Linked DNA regions of Rattus norvegicus: region 1 is linked to region 2. Evidence: chromatin contacts called from public Hi-C data. All regions are on one chromosome and are shown on one strand. The core of a region is the stretch at or near the end of the contact, and the rest is flanking DNA. Distances in the headings are between cores, read along the strand shown. Region 1 overlaps LOC120100003 (40S ribosomal protein S12-like). Region 2 overlaps LOC120100003 (40S ribosomal protein S12-like).

Evidence for each region. A called contact is a pair of places that touch in the nucleus more often than the background predicts.
Region 1: a Hi-C map of liver shows a contact between it and region 2, with 3 times the contacts expected there. The contact joins two enhancer-like sites. A contact is called at or near these places in 6 of 12 Hi-C or Micro-C datasets (hepatocytes, kidney, liver and 1 more).

The regions. Positions count from the first base shown.
Region 1 is chr1:230,117,925-230,122,767 of GRCr8, reverse strand. All of the region lies in intron 1 of LOC120100003 (40S ribosomal protein S12-like), which reads right to left. Among named protein-coding and RNA genes, the nearest start is that of Klf9, 6.3 kb to the left of the region's middle. Within about 2 kb of position 1,952, at least 84 of the 93 cell types and tissues checked have an H3K27ac peak or open chromatin away from gene starts, as enhancers often do. A contact at or near this core is called in hepatocytes and liver, where this site is marked.
Region 2 is chr1:230,070,095-230,075,650 of GRCr8, reverse strand. The region is part of intron 1 of LOC120100003 (40S ribosomal protein S12-like); the gene reads right to left. Among named protein-coding and RNA genes, the nearest start is that of Klf9, 54 kb to the left of the region's middle. Within about 2 kb of position 2,005, at least 16 of the 93 cell types and tissues checked have an H3K27ac peak or open chromatin away from gene starts, as enhancers often do. A contact at or near this core is called in hepatocytes and liver, where this site is marked.

The DNA.
Region 1 (4,843 bases), core at 703-3,202, 47 kb before region 2:
TTTTAGATTTTCCCACCTCGACTTCCCCAAAGTTAAAGTTTTAACTAACATACCATTTTATCCTAATTCGTAATCTCACCTCTACCCCCTTCTGACACTGCTCTGTAGGAAGTGGCCTAGAAGCTTAAAATCTGTTCTATTTCCTAGGTAAACCCGGGTAGGATGTGTCCAGGCTAAGGTTGCCGATTTGGGGGCCCCCTCCCCTGGAGACATATTTAGCCTGAAGCAGGGTTTCCTCATCTTGTTGGGTGGGGCCCTATCACCTGGCAGTTAGTTTAAAACACAAATGGCCAAGTAAGGTCCCTGCTCTAGGCCCGAAGTTCAGCCTAAAGTCACATGCTGTAGATACAGGTTTCTGCCGATTCTGGCTTTTCTCAGTCTTTTCCTGCTGAGAGGCGTGGACAATGCCTGGACAAAGTTGCCAGCCTCCCGGCGGGAAGGAAGAAAAACAGATGGCCCGCTGGGGGTAGGGGATCACGTGTCAGACCTCAGGTTGGGACTGATCCTCACCTCTCCCATTTCCCTGCCTGGGCTCAACAGTTTTAGCGGTCCTACCCAAAGCACATGAAGGGCCTAATGGGGAAAGCTGTGTTCGTTTTGCTGAAAGGCGGTGAGAGGTGGTCGGTTTAGGAAGAATATTGACAAGAACGAAGGGGTGAGCTCTCCACTCTAGTGATGTTCCTGGATTTGAAACACAATCCGATAAAGCCGGATCTGGCAAACCGATTGTGGCCAGGTTAAACACCCAGTGTCTGGAGGGGGCGGGGAGCTGCGACAAGCGCGAAAACTTCCACGACGCCCTACTTTTACTCTCGCTCCACTAAGCAGCCTACCGCAAAACCCCAGGCCTCTCCATTGCAGAGCGGAAAGGCCATCCGTTCATGCATATGTAGGAGGATAAGTTTAGCCGGCAGCCCCCTGCGCTTAGAGCAGCCCCGCGTGGCGCTCGGGGCGGGTGCTGAGCTCCGGCCGCAGAGTGGCGGGCGGTTCAGCCACTTGCGCGCCGAGCGTCTGGGCCTGGCATCGCCCTTTTAAAAAGTCTTCCGCAGGCGGCCGCCGCCGCAGCAGCCGGAGGAGGCAGGTTCATCTGAGGACAGTCCCAGTTCTCAGAAATCCCTTCCCTGCTGGAACATCAAGCTCCCTTTGCTGCAGTTGAACAAACTGCCCTAGATTGGGGGACGAGGAACCCGCCCCAAACTCGTGCAAGGAGCTCCGGGCGCCCGTGCCCACGTGAGCTAACCTTGAAATTAGCCCCCACACCTGAGGTGGAGGTGGAGTGACAAGGGAAGGTTGCTGGCCCCTGGGGCGCTAGCCACTGGGCTTGCACGCTCCACGTGAGCGCACCTCCCTGTTTCGTAACTCTTGAGAGATTTTTTTTTTTTAAATCCCTAGGGTACCATGGGTATGAGGTGTGATGAGAAGGCAGGCCACTCTCCACCCCCACATCCTCGAAGATCAGGAAAACCTGCCCTGCGGTCCCCCTGGGAACACTGCAGAGTAGGGTGTCGCGATGACATCAGCTTCTAAACATAGTCCGCACCGCACCCCAACTCTGGGCCCTGAGAGCAAGGCGCGGGGGTGGGGGAGGAAAAGAGAGGTAGGGTGGCTGGTGCTGCTGTCCCTGGGTGGGGCGGGACGGGCTGCCAGGCCAGGCTGTGCGGGTGGAGATGACTTTGCAGGAACCGTGCTCTCCACAACTGCAGCCACGTCTTTCCCGCGATGACCCAACCACCCGGTTAAAAACCATTAATGTTGTCCCTTGCTCTCCCCTACCCCACAAGAGCTACGCGCACACGCATGAAGTCTTTCGACCCGGTGTCCCTTTCATTTATAAGCCAATCCAAGCCGGGCACCCGGGTTCGGTCCGGTGCGGGCGCCCCCCGGCTGTGGTTCTGCCTCGGGGCTAAGCCTGCGCTGGGGTCGGCGCGGCCCTTTGGGTGAGTCAGAAGGGCTGTGTTTCCTGTGGTTGTTGTGGAACAGTTTGTCCTTTTTACCCCCCTCCCACCGGTCTCCACCCCCTTGGTAAATATAGCGCTCACGTTTCATCATCTCTTTGTCCAACGAGCGCCAGACACCCCGGCCCGCGGCCCACGCCGCCTCCCTCCTCCTCCAGGCTCGGTTACCTCGCATAACCCCGTGCACTGGCGGCGGCAGCAGCCGCCCCTCAGCCCCGGCGCCGCTCCCCGGTGCTTCCCACTGCCGGACACTCCCGCCCTCTCTCATCACCTCCCGCTGCTTCCAAGTCCCCTCAAGACCCTGGTCCCACCCATTCTCTCCGATGTCCCCCTAGTTGTTTGGAGGTAGACACTCCCGTTTTCCTAGTCCTCGGAGACACCCCACGCCTTGGCCCGTTGCTGGGTCCTCCACCCCCTCTCGTCGCAAGTCGCAAGTCTCAAGTCTGATGCCATGTGTCCCTCCCGAGCGAGCGCAGGTGACAGGCGGCTGAGACAGTTCTGATTCAGCGACAGTTGCTTGTACTTAGGGGTGGGTGCTGGGTGAGCTGTCTTCTTCCCACCTCCTGCCACCCCTACCGGAGTAGGGACGTGGGCTGCAGGGTCGGGAAGAAGAGGTGAGTGGATGACAGGCAAAAAAGTGTGTGCTTGTTCTTCACTCTCCCTCCCACTCCCTGTTTCATTTCCACACATACAGCCACCCACCGGGACCGGAGGCGTCTGGTGTTCTCTGAACACCGGGAACTGTCTCTCCGTGGTCTCCTGATTACTTCCCTCATCTTCCCTCTCCCTCCCTTCGCCCATCACCCGGGGCTGCCTCCCTTCTGCCTAGAGTAGCTGGGAAACCTGCCGCAAAACACTGCAGTCATGGGACTTTCCTGCGCCCATGTGCCTCTGCTTTGCCCTTTTCTACCCTGCCCTGCCCTGCCCTGTGACCGCTTGGGGCGCGTCTTCGTCCTGGAAAGGAAGGTTCTTAAGGCTCCTAATCCAGCAGTGCGTCAGCTCTCTCCTTCCGTCTCCTCTACCCTTCCCCCAACCCCATACCTTCCTGCAAAGGCAGGGCCTGGAAGCCTTTTTGGCTGGAATACTGGGCCACCCCTAATGAGCGGCCACCTGTCTGGGGAGAGGTGGCGAGACAGCTGATAGGTCCTAAGAACTCTGCACCCGGCAGGCAAGAGAGCTAGTTTCTTTGCCATCACAGACTGTCTTGTCTCTGCCCTGTTTGTGCCAGCTGCCCCAACTTTTCCTAGTGCTCCCCACCCCCGAAATCTATTCCCAGGGACACACCTCGAGAGAGGCAAACCCTTCTCTTTTAAGCTTGCTTCCCTGCAGGGAAGAATTTCCTTACAGTTAAGCTGAATGAACAAAGGGCCCCAAGGAGGACAAGAGGTTCCAACTCTGCTGCCTGTCTGAGGTTCACCCCATTTAAAAAAAAAAACACCTCTTCACCACCCTCTGCTCACTGCCATGGTTACCACCGCCCTGTCCTTGAGCGGCACTGATCATACAAAGGCAGAAACAAACAAGGGCGTTTTAAGTGTTCTTTTAAATATCCAAAACACTGCATTGGCATTTGGGAAACAGACAAAGGGAAATAAAAGGTCTAGCTGTTTCTTGTTTCCTTCCGAGTCCGGGACCCTGAATAAATCCTTTACCCAGGGTGGCCTCTTAGCCCTGGAGGAGAGGATGAAGTTTACAAGGCCTAGTTTACAAGGAGTGGAATTCAGCACCTGCTGTCAGCGTTAGGCTTGTTCACTGTTTACGCTGCCTCTTTCTTCCCCTTTGCAGCTTTAGACCTTGCCCACAGGCTAAGCAAGCTCCACCTGGTGCCCTGTGGAAACCTTGTGGCTTTCACTCACCTTCACGCTCTGCAAGTACCACACACTTAACTCACACACAGCCTTCCCTCCCAGACATTAACACTGTTAGTGGGGTTAGCATTCAGGTAGGTAAGTGGCCCCTCTGGGTGAGATCCTCACACTCCACTGTTATTCAGGTACCCTAGACCTTTGCAACTCCAGATACTACCTTCATTTCTGAACTCTTTCCCAGCACCCTACTTCCAAACTGTCCTGGCTGGTTTTCTGTGTCAGCTTGACACAAGCTGGAGTTATCACAAAGGAACCTCCCTTGAGGAAATGCCTCCATGAGATCCTCCTGTAAGGCATTTTCTCAATTAGTGATCAAGGGAGGGAGGGCCCATTGTGGGTGGTGGCATCCCTGGGCTGGTGGTCCTGGGTTCTATAAGAGAGCAAGCTGAGCAAGCCAGGGGAAGCGAGCCAGTAAGTAACATCCCTCCATGGCCTCTGCATCAGCTCCTGCTTCCTGACCTGCTTGAGTTCCAGTCTTGACTTCCTTTGATGATGAACAGCAATGCAAAAGTGTAAGCTGAATAAACCCTTTTCTCCCCAACTTGCTTCTCGATCATGATGTTTTGTGCAGGAATAGAAACCCTAAGACACCTACCAACATACTTTCTCTATTTTATTTGAGTCAATAACCATCTTTGAACAATTCTTCGACTTGGTTGTGGCCTCCAATCTCCTTTCTTCAATGTTCAATCTTGTCCTTACATCCTTCCTCCCTAGCTATGACATCACAGTCTCTATGCATGCACTGCTCACCTGGCTCCTGGAACGTCCCAAGACACAGTTTCTCTCTAACTTGCCATGCTGAACTAAAATAGCAAGGCTAACTGTTGCCACCAGTCTCTAGTGGGCTCTGAACACTGTCCTTTTGCATATCCACAGGGACTTTCCTTTCCCACACTCTGAAATAACTAAGTTGCACCTTTTGTCCTCAGACACCCTCCTCGTCCCAAACACACTCTGAGCTAAAACTCCTGCTGCTCATTTCACTGAGAAAATAAAGGCAATTTGACAAAACACCTC
Region 2 (5,556 bases), core at 756-3,255:
AGAGATCTGAGAAGAAAGACCCTGGGCAGAAGAGTTGGACCATGGATTCCACGGCCCACCACAGAATGTTCCTGATGGCTGTCTGGAGGCAGGCACTACAAGAGGAAGCGTTCTTATTTTTCTGGTCTGGGTGAGATTCACTCATCAGCACTCCTCACCCCTCTCCCCCCTATTTTTTTGCTCAGTTGGCTAAGGTAGAACCCACCTAACAGCTTTTCTACATCATATGTTATGGTTTGAAGGGGAAATGTCTTCACAAGGTCATGTGTTTTGAATACCTGGTTACTGCCTGGTGATACTGCTTCGAGAGGTTCTGGAACAAAAGGGAGTTGAGGTCCTTATGAGTACTTAAGAATAGAATTGTTAGGTTAGACGGTGGTGGCATATGCAAAATTCTCAGCACTTGGGAGTCAGAGGCTGGTGGATCTCTGAGTTCAAGGACAGCCTGGTCTACAGAGTGAGTTCCAGGACAGACAGGGCCAGACAGAGAAACCCTGTCTCAAAAAACAAACAAAAGAAGAAGGAAAAGGAGAAGAAGTGGGAGAGGGGGGGAGGAGGGAGAGGAGGAGGAGTCTTAGCCAGGTGGTTGTGGTATACACCTTTAATCCCAGCATGTGGGAAGCAGAAGCAGCTGGATCTCAGTTTGAGGTCTATAGGTTGAGTTTCAGGATAGCCAGGACTGCACAAAGAAACCCTGTCTTGAGCAAACAAACAGACAAAAAATAAAAACAAAGGAGAAATATTTTAAAAAAAACTTCTTTAGGAATTGTATGTTAAGAGACTGGCTGTCAAGCTTATAGGAACTATGTATGTATATAAAATTGTTTAGCATTGCTCACATGCTTGAAAACGCATAAAACAGGATACACAGCTCAGGGAATGGCCAGTCAGCAAACATTCATATAGCACTGGACATCCTCAGGTCCCCTTGCTGCCAGTCCTCCCCTACCCCTCCAAACTAAAGCACTTTAAAAAGTTTTCAAGACCAAAGAGCTGGTCCATTGGGCAAAACCACTTCCTGCCATGCCTAACAATATGGGCTTAGTCTCCTATGGGGGAGAGAGAGAACCAACTGTCCTTTGACCTCCACTCACATGTATTGCCCCCCCACCACAAAAACTAAATAAATGTGAAAAAAAATTAAGTGACTATGAAAAGAAAAACAAATCTTGTATTCTCCCCTACCCAATTTCAGATATACCCTCCCTGCCTTCTTAGGTCACTAGAAGCCATATTGTGTATGGTTTAATATATACAATACTTAACCCATTTTCACATATGTGCACATGTCAGTGTATGTCAAACTCACGAGGCCAGGAAAGGATGATTCCCGGAACTAGGATTACCATTCTGAGCCACCCAACATGGGTTTTGGGAACTGGATTCAGTTATAGAAAGGAGTGCCGGGGCTAGGGATTTAGCTCAGTGGTAGAGTGCTTACCTAGGAAGCGCAAGGCCCTGGGTTCGGTCCCCAGCTCCGGGGGGGGGGGGGGGGGAGAAAAAAAAGAAAGGAGTGCCATTCTAAGCCACGTCTCCAGCCCTTCAGTGTACACAGTAGTAACACTGAGATGGGGCTGTGTAAGTTAAGCTGTGGCCATTCATTAATTAATCACCTCCGTGTCTATCTGTAGTTTGTTTTCTATCTTAAGAGAAGCCTCTGTTTTTATATAAACAGGAACAAGTCCTCCTGGGATCATTAAAAAGACAGGCAGAAAGGGGTAAATTGTTGAGTCTGGTAACTTGAAATCGACTTATGTGGGATCTCTAGCTGGCTTAAAAATTTGTCTGGTTGGTGACCCTTCTTTCCGAAGCTACCGCATTTAAATCTGTGGTTAGACTCGCTGGCTCTGGTACCCTCTGATAGTTACTGAAGAAGGAAGTTCTGTGGAGAAAAGATTTGTTTACATGAATGATTATCTGACAGAGAGGAGCAAGCACAGTGGGCCGCAGGGGAGGTTGGCTGGCCAGTGGAACAAGGTGTGAGGAAGTCTTTGGCAAGACCAGAGCATTGGCAAGCAGGCAGTAGCCACCGGCTTTTGCCTTTACTAAAGGCAGGCGGGGCCAACCCCCACCCCCACGCCCAAGTTCATGGTGAGGTTTATGAGAGTCAGTGTGTTTGTGCTGCACTTGACGTTTCCACAAACTGCTCTGTAGTTGTTTTTATTAGTTTTAGTCCAGCTGTTGCATAGGGGTTTTTCCGGGCAGCCAGATCCTCAAGGCCAGTTTGGAATCTCTCATTAACGGACTCAAATCAGGAAAAGGAGATAACAAGCCTGCTTGTTTCCAGCCAGATACACCCCAGGCAGGCACCAAAAGAAAAGCCATAATGAGGTTCACACCTCCAGTTTCCAGTGCAGAACTAGCCTGGCCAAGTGTTAAGTGCAGAGGTAGGGTGTGAGCCCAGAGGGACCAGGTCTGAGGAGGAAGCCAATCCTAAGACTGTCGTTCCGCCTGGGTCCTGTGTGGGAGGAGGCTTCCCGGCACTGCGCCAGAGCCCTGGAGTTAATAGTCTCTCAATGACCCAAATGAATTCACAGCTATCTGCGACCCCCGTGTTTTCACTTCGCACCAACCCCAAAGATACATGCTTAGCTTAAGAGGAGCTTGACCTGAAGTCTCAGTGAGTGTTTTTTTCTACGAAGCTATTAATTTTACCCCACTTTACAGAAAGAACGTGAAAACAACTCGAGGAACACCAGGAGGAGGCTGCGATCAACAGGGTATAACCGATGTGTATTACTGTTGTTCTAAAGCACATTTAAAATTTTTTTTTATTATTATTTAAAGCCATATCAAAGGCAGTGTTAGTAGAACCAAACATTCACTGACTGTCATGGAACATTTCCCAGTAGCAGAGTTTTTAAATCAACTGTTGTGTGAAATTAGTTCCCATCTTTTTCATATATTATCAGTCTCTCTCTCTCTCTCTCTCTCTCTCTCTCTCTCTCTCTCTCTCTCTCTCTCTCTCTCTTTCTCTCCCTCCCTCCCTCCCTCCCTTCCTCTCTCTTAAAGTAGATCTAAATCTAAGCATTAGAGTTATTTAAAAACAGGGGTCTAGGGCTGGAGAGATGGCTCAGCACTTAAGAGCACTGTCTGTTCTTCCAGAGGTCTTGAGTTCAAATCCCAGCAACCACATGGTAACTCATAACCATCTGTAATGGAATCTGATGCCCTCTTCTGGTGTGTCTGAAGACAGCAACAGTGTACTCACATACATGAAATAAACAAATCTTTTTAAAAATTACATTAAAAACAGGGGTCTAGGTCTTACCCTTCACCCTCCAGACTGTGGGTTTTTCATCTCAGTCTAAGAGGAGTTAAGGCAAATAAAATCCGGGTTCTAGTGTCATATTTGTTCAATAGGGGAACTGAACCATAACTGGAAATCAGAAAACAGCATGTTCACAAGGTTTGTAAAGACTGTCTTGAAACATAGCCCCAGTGTAGGGTGTTGTGGTTGTGGGAGTAATAAAAGATAATGGGGGTGGTGGTGGAAAGAAAGCTATTATATTAGAGTTTTGTTTTCATATTTGCTCAGGGAAGCTAGTGGAAAAGGAGGCAGAAAGATTGTAAGATCCCAAGGCCGGGAGGACGGGGGTGAGCTGTTTCTGTACATGACAGGACTGCTGCACTCATGAGCCCATAGGAACTGTGATTGCCTGCCCAAGACCAAGTCAGTCAACATACCAGAAGGGGAGGAGGAGGGGCTCAGGAGCTGCCACTGCTACCTGAGGAGCCTGGCGGGACTGGGCGTGATATAGATATTCTGTCTGTGGTTGAGCACCAAGACATTCTCAGCACTTGATCAGCTCTGAGTCCTCTGTGCCTAAGCCCTGTCCACTGCACACAAAGCTTCTCTGACGGAGTCCGAGAGCTGTACCAATCTATAGACACAGCAATAATGTCACAAATGTTATGGGTATAGCCAACACACTAATAATTGGATTTTCCATAGGTGGAAATGTGTGTTGAGTACTGTAAATCTGACCAAGAACCCATATTGGGCAAACTCACAAGCCCAGACTTGAAACCACTTTTCCTTTGCTAATGAAAATAGCATCATACTGGCCTCTTAATTTTTATATTTGGTTTTAATTTTAAAAATACTTTGGAATTTTTCTTAGTGTACAAAACAAAAGTCATTTTGACGTAGATTTGTTTTTATTTTTATTTATGATGTGTGTGTGTCCCTGTAAATGTATGTCATGTGTGTGGGCACCTACAGAAGGTGTTGGCTTTTCCAGAATTGGAATTGAAATTACAGGTTGTTGTGAGAAACCCAGTATAGAGGCTGGCGATGGAGATGGTGTCCTCTAGAAGAGCAGGAAGTTCTCTTTACCATTAAGTCATCTCCCCAGCAATACTAAAACACACACACACACACACACACACACACACACACACACACACGCACACACACTCTTATCTGAATGGTGGTGGCACACACCTTTGATCCTAACACTTAGGAGTCAGAGGCAAATAAATCTCTGTGAGTTTGAGACCAGCCTGGTCTACAGAATGAGTTCCAGAACAGTCAGGGCTACACAGAAAAACCCTGTGTGGAAAAACCAAAAACCAACATACCAACCCAAACCCCAAAAAACAAATCAAAAACACCCCAAAACCCAAAACACAATTACACACATACACACACTATACACACACCCACACCACACATAAATTGTACTTTGCTCACACTTACTACACACCACACACACACACACACACACTACACATGTGCACGCCACACATATTATACTTTGCTCATGCTCACTGCCTATTCTTTCTACCTTCCCTTTCTGATCATCTAGGGGCTGGAGAGATGACTCAGAGGTTAAGAGCACTGGCTGCTCTCCCAGAGGCCCTAGGTTTGATTCCCAGGACCTACATGGTGGTTCACACCATTTATAACCCCAGTCCCATAGATTCAGACACATACATAATGCACAGACAGACATATAGACAAAGTACCCACTGCTAAAATAAAAAGTAAAACTAAGATTTAAAAGGAGGCATATCAATTCCATGCAACCAATTGTAAAAGAAAATAACAAAATATGGAACAATTGAGATGAGAATAATGAGCATTTGCTGGCATTAAGAAATGGTAATGGTTGTTATTTTTAACTTAAACCTTATAATATAGACCTTGTACCAGCCTTGTGCCTTGGTGCAGGTGAATGGCCACATACCCTTCCCTCCAAATCAGGCCACCCAGGCTGTTCTCATAGCTTGATTCCTGCTGTCCCCATTTCCAAGGTCTCCATTTTCATATTCCCAAGTTCAAGACCCGATCTGATCATTAGCTTTGTTGGGTTCCTTTGTGTTGGTTATAGCTTGGCCTCCTACAGCCAAGATCCCAGACCAGGTTTATGTCCCCATTTGTGCTTATATTTCATGGATGAGTCTTTTCTGGGTGAAATGATATGTCATGGTAACCCGAAGGTTCAGGATGATTGTTGAAGATGCCTGACATGCAAACATGGGCTCAGTGTATTTTCCTGTGTCTCTGTGGTAGAGAGTTCTATTTGTAAAGGTGGAAATGAAAGATCACGA